2 separate regions of the Hordeum vulgare genome follow, and region 2 is linked to region 1. A link is a contact called in public Hi-C data. All regions are on one chromosome and are shown on one strand. Each heading gives the region's core, a stretch centred on a gene start, on an enhancer-like site or on the middle of the called end of the contact. The rest is flanking DNA. Distances are from core to core; before and after follow the strand shown. Region 1 has its middle 8.9 kb from the start of LOC123445699. Region 2 has its middle 94 kb from the start of LOC123445718.

Region 1 (3,770 bases), core at 465-2,964:
GCAGGTTATTTGCAATATGTTGCAAATTAATTATTTTTCAAACTTGAAGTTCAGTTTCTTGAGTACGGGTAAAAAGGATATTGCAAATTAATTATTTGCAATATGTTGCAATACTTCGTTAAATCTTATATGCGGAGTAAAAAGTACTAGATGAAGTACATGGTGTGTAATATAGATTAAAACCAACTTACCATACTTAATGGCTCGTCGGTGATAATCTTAACTCGACCCTTTATATTCCAATCATTTTTCCTACCGTCGCTCAATCCTCCATTCCAAACTCTAGGGATTGGTGGCTATTGATCTCAACATTAACCTCCGAACAATTGCCTTAACTTTCGGACAATTGCCTTCTACCATCCTAACAAACACCGGAGAACGCTGGAGCACATTGATATCGTTGTGAGATCCAGCCATGCCGAAGAGAGCGTGCAAATCGAGAGATCTTGAGAATCTATGGCCTCAAGTATGACAGTGCAAGCTCGTACATGGCCTTTATACTGCCCTTGCCAAGAAAAAAGATTGTTCTTCCACTTTTAATGCATACAATCTATGCTACCAAGCATTCCCGGGAGCCCTCTACTGACATTCATAAAAAACAACCGTGTTGTATCGACAACTGTTGGCTCTCTCAAGGACTCTGGTCTAAACACAACTATGATAGCCCTGCAGGATCTATACATGGACTCAAGGCAGGTTGACTCACTCATCCAAACATAGTCATCAATGAGATTGCCGGGGACATCATATGTAAGCATCTGAATGGCAACAGTGCATTTTTGATAAAAGGAGAATGCAATCTTTCCAAGGACATCCGTCTTGCACTCGAAATAGTTATCCTACTTAACCACCCCCTCTCGAATACATTTGAAAACATGTCTAGCCATCCCAAAAAGACGACGGAACAAGTGATGTTTGAAGAACGAATTTGGAGTCTCGAAATAGTCTTTCCAGAAGAGGAAATGATCACTCTCCTGGTTATGATTCAGTGCCGGCGTGTGCCCTGGCATGGAGCGCTTGAACTATGTCCGCTCCATGCTTACGTGGTCATGGATGACCAACGCAGCCGCCAGCAGGTCCTCATCATCAAATGAAGAATCATCCGAGTTCAAAAGAACGTTGTAGAAAAAATACTCATCATCGAAGTCCATTTATACCTTGGACAAAGCGTCGAACACTTTGCGGGCATTGTGAAAGACACCGGTCGGAGAGGAGCCTCCCGTTGAGAGAAAGTGGCGGAGCTTGGCGGCAACTGCGGGAGACGAGGCTGTCGGGAGGAGTCCGCGACCCGGATGGCTGGCAGTGCCGGTAGAAACGGGTGGCGAAGGTGGGAGGCAGGGGCGGGCGGGTGTTTTGGAGACGAAAGAGGAAGAGGATGACGTACGTGCCACCGACTCGGGCAGGGAAGAAGAGGGTGGGCGACGTAAATGCCATCAAAATTTGGTTCTGGAATGGATCGCGAAAGAATGAAAAGCGGACATACGTCTTTTTGTCGACGTGTTAAGCTACATTTTATGTCTGCGACGATTTAAACGGACATGAACGGACAAAAATAGGCTCTCGGTCAGAGTTGCTAGACGGGTTTGAAATATCGTGCGGGTGTAGATGCTCTCACCTACTCATCCATATCACGCGTTCCTAGTGTCCGTATCACGCGTTCCCCATGTCGCTCACGATACACTGAGGCTTTGAGGTAAGACACCATGGCATCGCACTTCACTTTCTGCTTCTACTACTGGATTGTGCCTCCGTCGCTATCCGTCCGGTATGGCCGTATGGGTGGGAGTAGCCGGCATGGGCAATTGAATTGGACAACGTCGTGGAAGACTCGAGACTCGAGAGACTTGCGTGCGCGCGCGAGTTGGTGCCAGTGGCTTCGGGACGTGCGGCTACTCGACGGATAAGTTCGACTCCTGTCGCGAGCCCAAACTGCCCATATCGTCGATGTCCCTGTAGCTGTTGTCGCGGCCCCGCCGGATTGATTGACCATGAAAAGCGATTAGTGTTTCTTTGGCATCAGCAATTCGCCAATTCAGCTCCGAGTCTGAGCTAGCGATTTGTGATAGAACTTTGCCAAAACCACCACGGCTTACCGCCCTAGCCTCTCCAATTTGATCTTGGCCACTGGAACACAGGAGTAGAGAAGGGTAGTTCTGACGGCGCCTCCTATTTGACGCGCAGGTCGCATGGGAGCGACCTCCCGCGAAACCCTCGCGTGCTGGGGTATTCCTATGGGATGGGCTGGCCGTGAGGCCTGCTGTCGTTGGTTTTAGGGCATGTACAATGATTGATAAAATAGTCTAATTTTAAATCTTGTATGTAATTTAAAGATGACAAAAAAAAGTCTACAATGAATCATCTCTTAGCCTAATATTTTATAATTAGTTATTTTTAAAAGCATGGTGAGACATATTGTGCTAAGAGATCACCTTTGGTCTTCTCTTAAATAAAAGAAGGCAAATTCTTTTTTTGAGTCCTCTCTTTCCCACCTCATCATTTATCCTATGCGACACTCCTAAAATAGCACCATTGTACATGCCCTAAAGGTTTTTTGGAAACCAGCGCCTGAAGCAAGTCCGAGCTGGATCACTTCATCTGACTTTTTTTCTCTCTTAATTCGCAGAAAGCGGGGAGCTCGTATGTGGCGCCTTTAGCGTCACTTGGGAAACCGGCGCCTGTAGTGCCCCTCCTCGTGGGTCGATCCATGTAGAGTGTAGTTCATCATTAAAAAATCAAAAAAAGTTGCACAAAATTTTAAAAAGTTTAGATTTGCGAAAAAAATTCAATGATTATGAAAAAAAGTTCACCAATTTTTAAAATATGTTCATAGATTATCAGAAAGTTCATAGAATTCGGGAAAAAAATCATCGATTTTGAAAGGAACTTCATCAATTTTTAAAAACAGTTCATTGATTTTGAAAAGTTCACTAATTTAAAAATATGTCTACCGATTTTCCAGAAAAGTTCACCGATTTCAAAATATATCATGGTTTAAAAAAAAATCATCAATTTGAAAAAAAGTTCACAGACTAACACATACAGGATTTCTAGATGGATCGGCCCATCACGAAAGCGCTGCAGGTGCCTGCTAGCAAAGTTTGCCTATAACCGGCCCCTGTGTCAAATACGACATTTGCAGAAAGCGAGCCGTTTGTGGATCGAAATAGCGACCTCTGTCATTGAGCGGGATCTGGTAACCACACCACACCAACAAGCGGGGTCTGGTGACATTTATCCTTTCTCCTCTTTTACATGTCATTTTTAACTTTTTTTCGTTTTCTACTTTTTTTTTCTTACTGATTCAATGAATTATTCGCATACACGTGAACGTTTTCTATGAATAGATGAACTTTTTCGTAAGCTGATTAACTTTTTTGCAAATCAGTGAATTTTTCTGAATGGTAATGATCTTCTTTTCAAATTCAATGAACTTTTTGAAAAATCGCTGACTTTCTTCTTTCCAAAATCAACTAAATTTTTATTACAAAATTAATGAACAATTTCCCAAATCCGTTCTTCCAAAATCAATGATTTTTTTTTTCAAATTTGTGAACTTCTTTCAAATGGATGAACTTTTTTGGAAATTGTCAAAATATTCCATTTTCATTAAGCTTTTCTGTTTTTTTCGAACTCATGGTTTTTCATATTTTTATTTTCAAATAAATAATTCTAGATATATGGATGGAGGGAGTAGATAAAAGCATATCTTCAAATTCGTACGTAAAAGGAGTTTTCAAAGATATAATTCTCACATTATACAGTTTATATAC
Region 2 (3,936 bases), core at 945-3,444, 380 kb before region 1:
GTGGGACATAATTTGACAAATTCAACTGTAGATACTCTCAACCGTCATCCACGATGAGTTTTTCAAGCGGAAATCGGCCTATTTCTCGCACGCTTGGGCTTGCCCATTGTCGTCCAATTGCATGCAGCTTTAGAGCATCTTCAACAAACGCGCGCTAAAAACTTGCTGTAATGCACAATACTTCTCCAATTCCAATTTGGCGTTTCACGTGACTGTTGTAGGTTATTTGGCAAACGGACACTTTAAGCGCACACTCTCTGTTGCAAGCGGGCCGCCCCATTTTGTAGTTTTCTTTTATCTGTTAAAGTGCAAAAAAAAGTAATGCGAACGGGATGGATTGAACTTGAGACGTGTACGTTCACATCATGACAAGCTAAGCACTAGGGAGACAACCCACACTTGTAGAAACTAAATTCCTTCGCTCTTTTATTCTTTCTACAGTTAACATTCCCTTTTTTTCCTTTTCTATTTTTTTATTAAATGCATGATTTTAAATTGATGAACTTTTTCTTCAAAATCGTCAAACTTTTTTCAAAATGCATGAACTTTTTCAGGATTTCTGAACTTTTTGAACATTTGAATGAATGTTTTCCAAAAACTTAAACTTCTCACAAAATCGATAAAAAAAATGTTTGTTGAACTTTTATCCAAATTTGGTGAAAATTTTGAAGTCAATTGACTTTTTAGGAAAAATCCATAAGCTTATTTTTCTAAATCAATGAGTTTTTTTCCAAAATCGATGTTTTTAACGAATGTGTGACTTTTACAAAAATCATGAATTTTTGTGATGAACGTTTTTCGAAATTGATGATTTCTTTTCTTCAAATTATTGTACTTTTTCAAGTTTGTGAACATTTTTTTCCAAAATCAATTTGTTAGAGTAATGTTTTGCTTTTTCGGATAATTTATATTGCGTATCCGTTAACGTTTTACTAAGCAAAATGTTAACTAGCACAATTTTCTTATAAGTGGAAACAAAAGCAATTTGATCTAGTAGTAAGTGCGTTACATCGGCAACATTTGTGGTCCTGAGTTTGATTTTCAACGATCCCAATTTCAACTAAGAGTAATCCTTTTGTTTCATGTTTTCTTTTCGTGCAGAAGTTACTGGGTCTCCTGTTATGTGTGGCTAGCTAAGGCCAATTGGGAACTCGCGACGGTAGCTTCCAGCTGCCGCATTCTGAGGCGCTAGCACGCACAGGGGCTCGCCCCAACTGGGACTGCGCAGTTTTCCTGTTTGTCTCAAAATAATATTTTTTTACTTTTTTTCCTTTTCTGCTTATGTCCTTTCTTTTTTCGATTTTACTTTTTCCCTTTTATTTTTATTTGACGCAAATATATTTTTAGAACATGAAGAATATTTTTTAAAAAACTCAGTACATTTTATAAAATTATGAACGAAGTTTGAAATTCAAATTTGGAACATATTCGAAAAGCAGGAACATTTTTGTAATTCAATTTTTTTTTCTAAATTTAAGAAAAAAATCGAACACAAATTTGTTAAGAAACTGAACAATATTCTGATAATCCGAACATTTTTAGAAAATACCCAGATTATTTAGAAAATAGCAAATGTTTTTTTGAAAATACTGAGCATTTTCGTAGAACCCTGAACAATTTCTGAAGTTATGAATGTTTTTGGAAAACAGAAACTATTTGAATTTTATAAAAAAAGTATAAAACGCAGTAATATTTTTACAATTTTAAGAACAATTTTTGAAAATCCAGAAGACATTTTGAAATTTCTGAGCATTTTTTGAAAATCCGGAACATTTTTTAAAAAAGCAAAAACAACTTTCGAGTTTGAAGAACAATTCATGAAAATACATAACATTATTTTAAAATCCACATTTTTCTAAAATATCGAGAAGATTATTTTTAAAAGGAAAAACAATTTTCTATTTTGAAGAACTATTTTTGGAAATCCCAAATATTGTTTGAAAGTTCAGATCATTGTTTGAAAATACAGTACAAGTTTTGGAAACCCTGAACATTTTTTGAAACAGAAACAAAAATGATAAAAAAGAAAAAAGAAAATAAAAAAACCGGTTTATGGAACCTTTTAGAAGTTTCCCAAAACTGAAAAACCCCAGCTGGAAAGGTTTTCAAAACCGGGAGCCTTGGAACGTTAAACGGGCCGGCCCACTCCGGAACGATCATCGAGTATCCTGTGCGAAAACCCCGACACCATTTCGCAACGAGCAGCCAATAGGATTTTCCGCTCCCCACAGCATCTGGCCATGCTAGCTGGGCTCCGAGGCGCCATCCCTTCAATGTCAAGCGAGCTAAGCGCAATCAGCACATGCAGCCCGCAGAAAGCGATGATGAGCTAAAATGAGGTCCAAAATAACAGTTTTTATGGCTCTTTAGTAGTATCATATGAATATGTTTTTTTGGTCCAATTGATGTCTTCATTTTCTTTTTCATTTTTTATATATATGTAAAGTGTAGGAGTTTCCCAACAAACTTTTAGTAGCACCCACAATTGTCATTTCCAGGATATCTATACCTACCTACTTGTAGAGGGATTAGTGCTTATGTCCATCCATCCCAAAACCACCTTGAAATTGCTATAAATTATCCACTATGCCATATACATAAATGAAGAAAACGATGCGATATTTCTTTCCAAAGTCACCTGTCGTACTTAATTCTTTTATAAAAATGACACCCATAGAATCCATGGACACATAAGTGCAAGAGTGCCTAAAGCCTAACACTTCCACCCTCGAGCTACGGTTTGACCCCTAGGTTCCACAAATTTCCGACGTCCCCCCCCCCCCCATATGCGTTCATGTGTGGTGTTGGACTCCCTATTTTCTTTCATTTCTGTTTTTGTTTTTCATTAAATTAATTCAGGATTTCTGTACTTTAAAAAGTTGCCCGTTTTTTTTTAGAATTTCCATCATTAGTGCCTTGCGATTTTCTTTCCAAAGTATGTGAATTCAAAAAGTTATTCAGGAATTCATAATTTTTTCATTGATTCAACGAATTGTAGTGGTTTTACAAATCTGCTCGCAAATTATGAAAACAAAAATCATATTTGGGAAAAAATGGTCAGAAAATAAAACTAATTTCATGATTTTGAAAAAATGATCGTGTATTCAAAACATATTCGTCAATCCAAAAAATAATTACATGAAATTTAGAAAATGTTATCAAAAATAAAAAAATGCAAATTGGTTCCCCATTTTTTTCAAATCCATTGATTCGACAAATGTTTGTTGAGTCATAAAATATTTATGAATTTTAAAATTGCTCATGCATTTCAAAAAATTGTGTAAACAAAATAATGTTCGTGCATTAAAAAACAAATGTGTGTCGACTCGAAAAACTGTTTGCCGATTAAACATTCTTTTATTTCTAGGATTTGAGTAGTTTTGGAAAGTCTTTATATGTCTAGGCATTGAGAGTAGTTCGCGGTTGATGAGATTTGTTTTAAAAGTTTTAACGTTCCCTTGCAAAACACAACGACAAATGTGACGTGTAGTGACAAGCTCATAGCCTTGGGATTTACCACGCCGAATGCATAGTGATCACGTGGATATCGTGGCCATCACGAGGGAGGGTGGGAAAAAGGATAAGTGGCAACATGGTGAGCCACGTGTGAAAATAGAAAACGCTCATATGTCGGGATATTGAGTCATACTTATTTGGCTAGTGCGTAATTTATTTGTCTCCTCTTGTACACATGTTTGCTAGTTATAATTATGGGACATTTTTGTCTCCCCCCTAATATTAGCTTTCAATCTCATCTTTACCTATAATAAAAAGAATGTTAACCTTTGCCCCTCTTCCCTTTTTTGTCCTTAGGAAAATATCCTTTTGTGTTCTTTTTGTCTAGTGAAAGGCCTTTTAGACGTCTACAACAAGCTTTTTGTATATATTTTTCCTTGTTTGCATATGTCACTTGCAGGTTGCCTCCTTGCCCCTATA

Evidence for each region. A called contact is a pair of places that touch in the nucleus more often than the background predicts.
Region 2: a Hi-C map of seedling shows a contact between it and region 1, with 2.0 times the contacts expected there. The contact joins two enhancer-like sites.

Annotation. Positions count from the first base shown.
Region 1 is chr1H:465,308,760-465,312,529 of MorexV3_pseudomolecules_assembly, reverse strand. No RefSeq gene overlaps it. Among protein-coding and RNA genes, the nearest start is that of LOC123445699, 8.9 kb to the left of the region's middle. Within about 2 kb of position 1,714, at least 3 of the 3 cell types and tissues checked have open chromatin away from gene starts, as enhancers often do. A contact at or near this core is called in seedling, where this site is marked.
Region 2 is chr1H:465,686,044-465,689,979 of MorexV3_pseudomolecules_assembly, reverse strand. No RefSeq gene overlaps it. Among protein-coding and RNA genes, the nearest start is that of LOC123445718, 94 kb to the left of the region's middle. Within about 2 kb of position 2,194, at least 3 of the 3 cell types and tissues checked have open chromatin away from gene starts, as enhancers often do. A contact at or near this core is called in seedling, where this site is marked.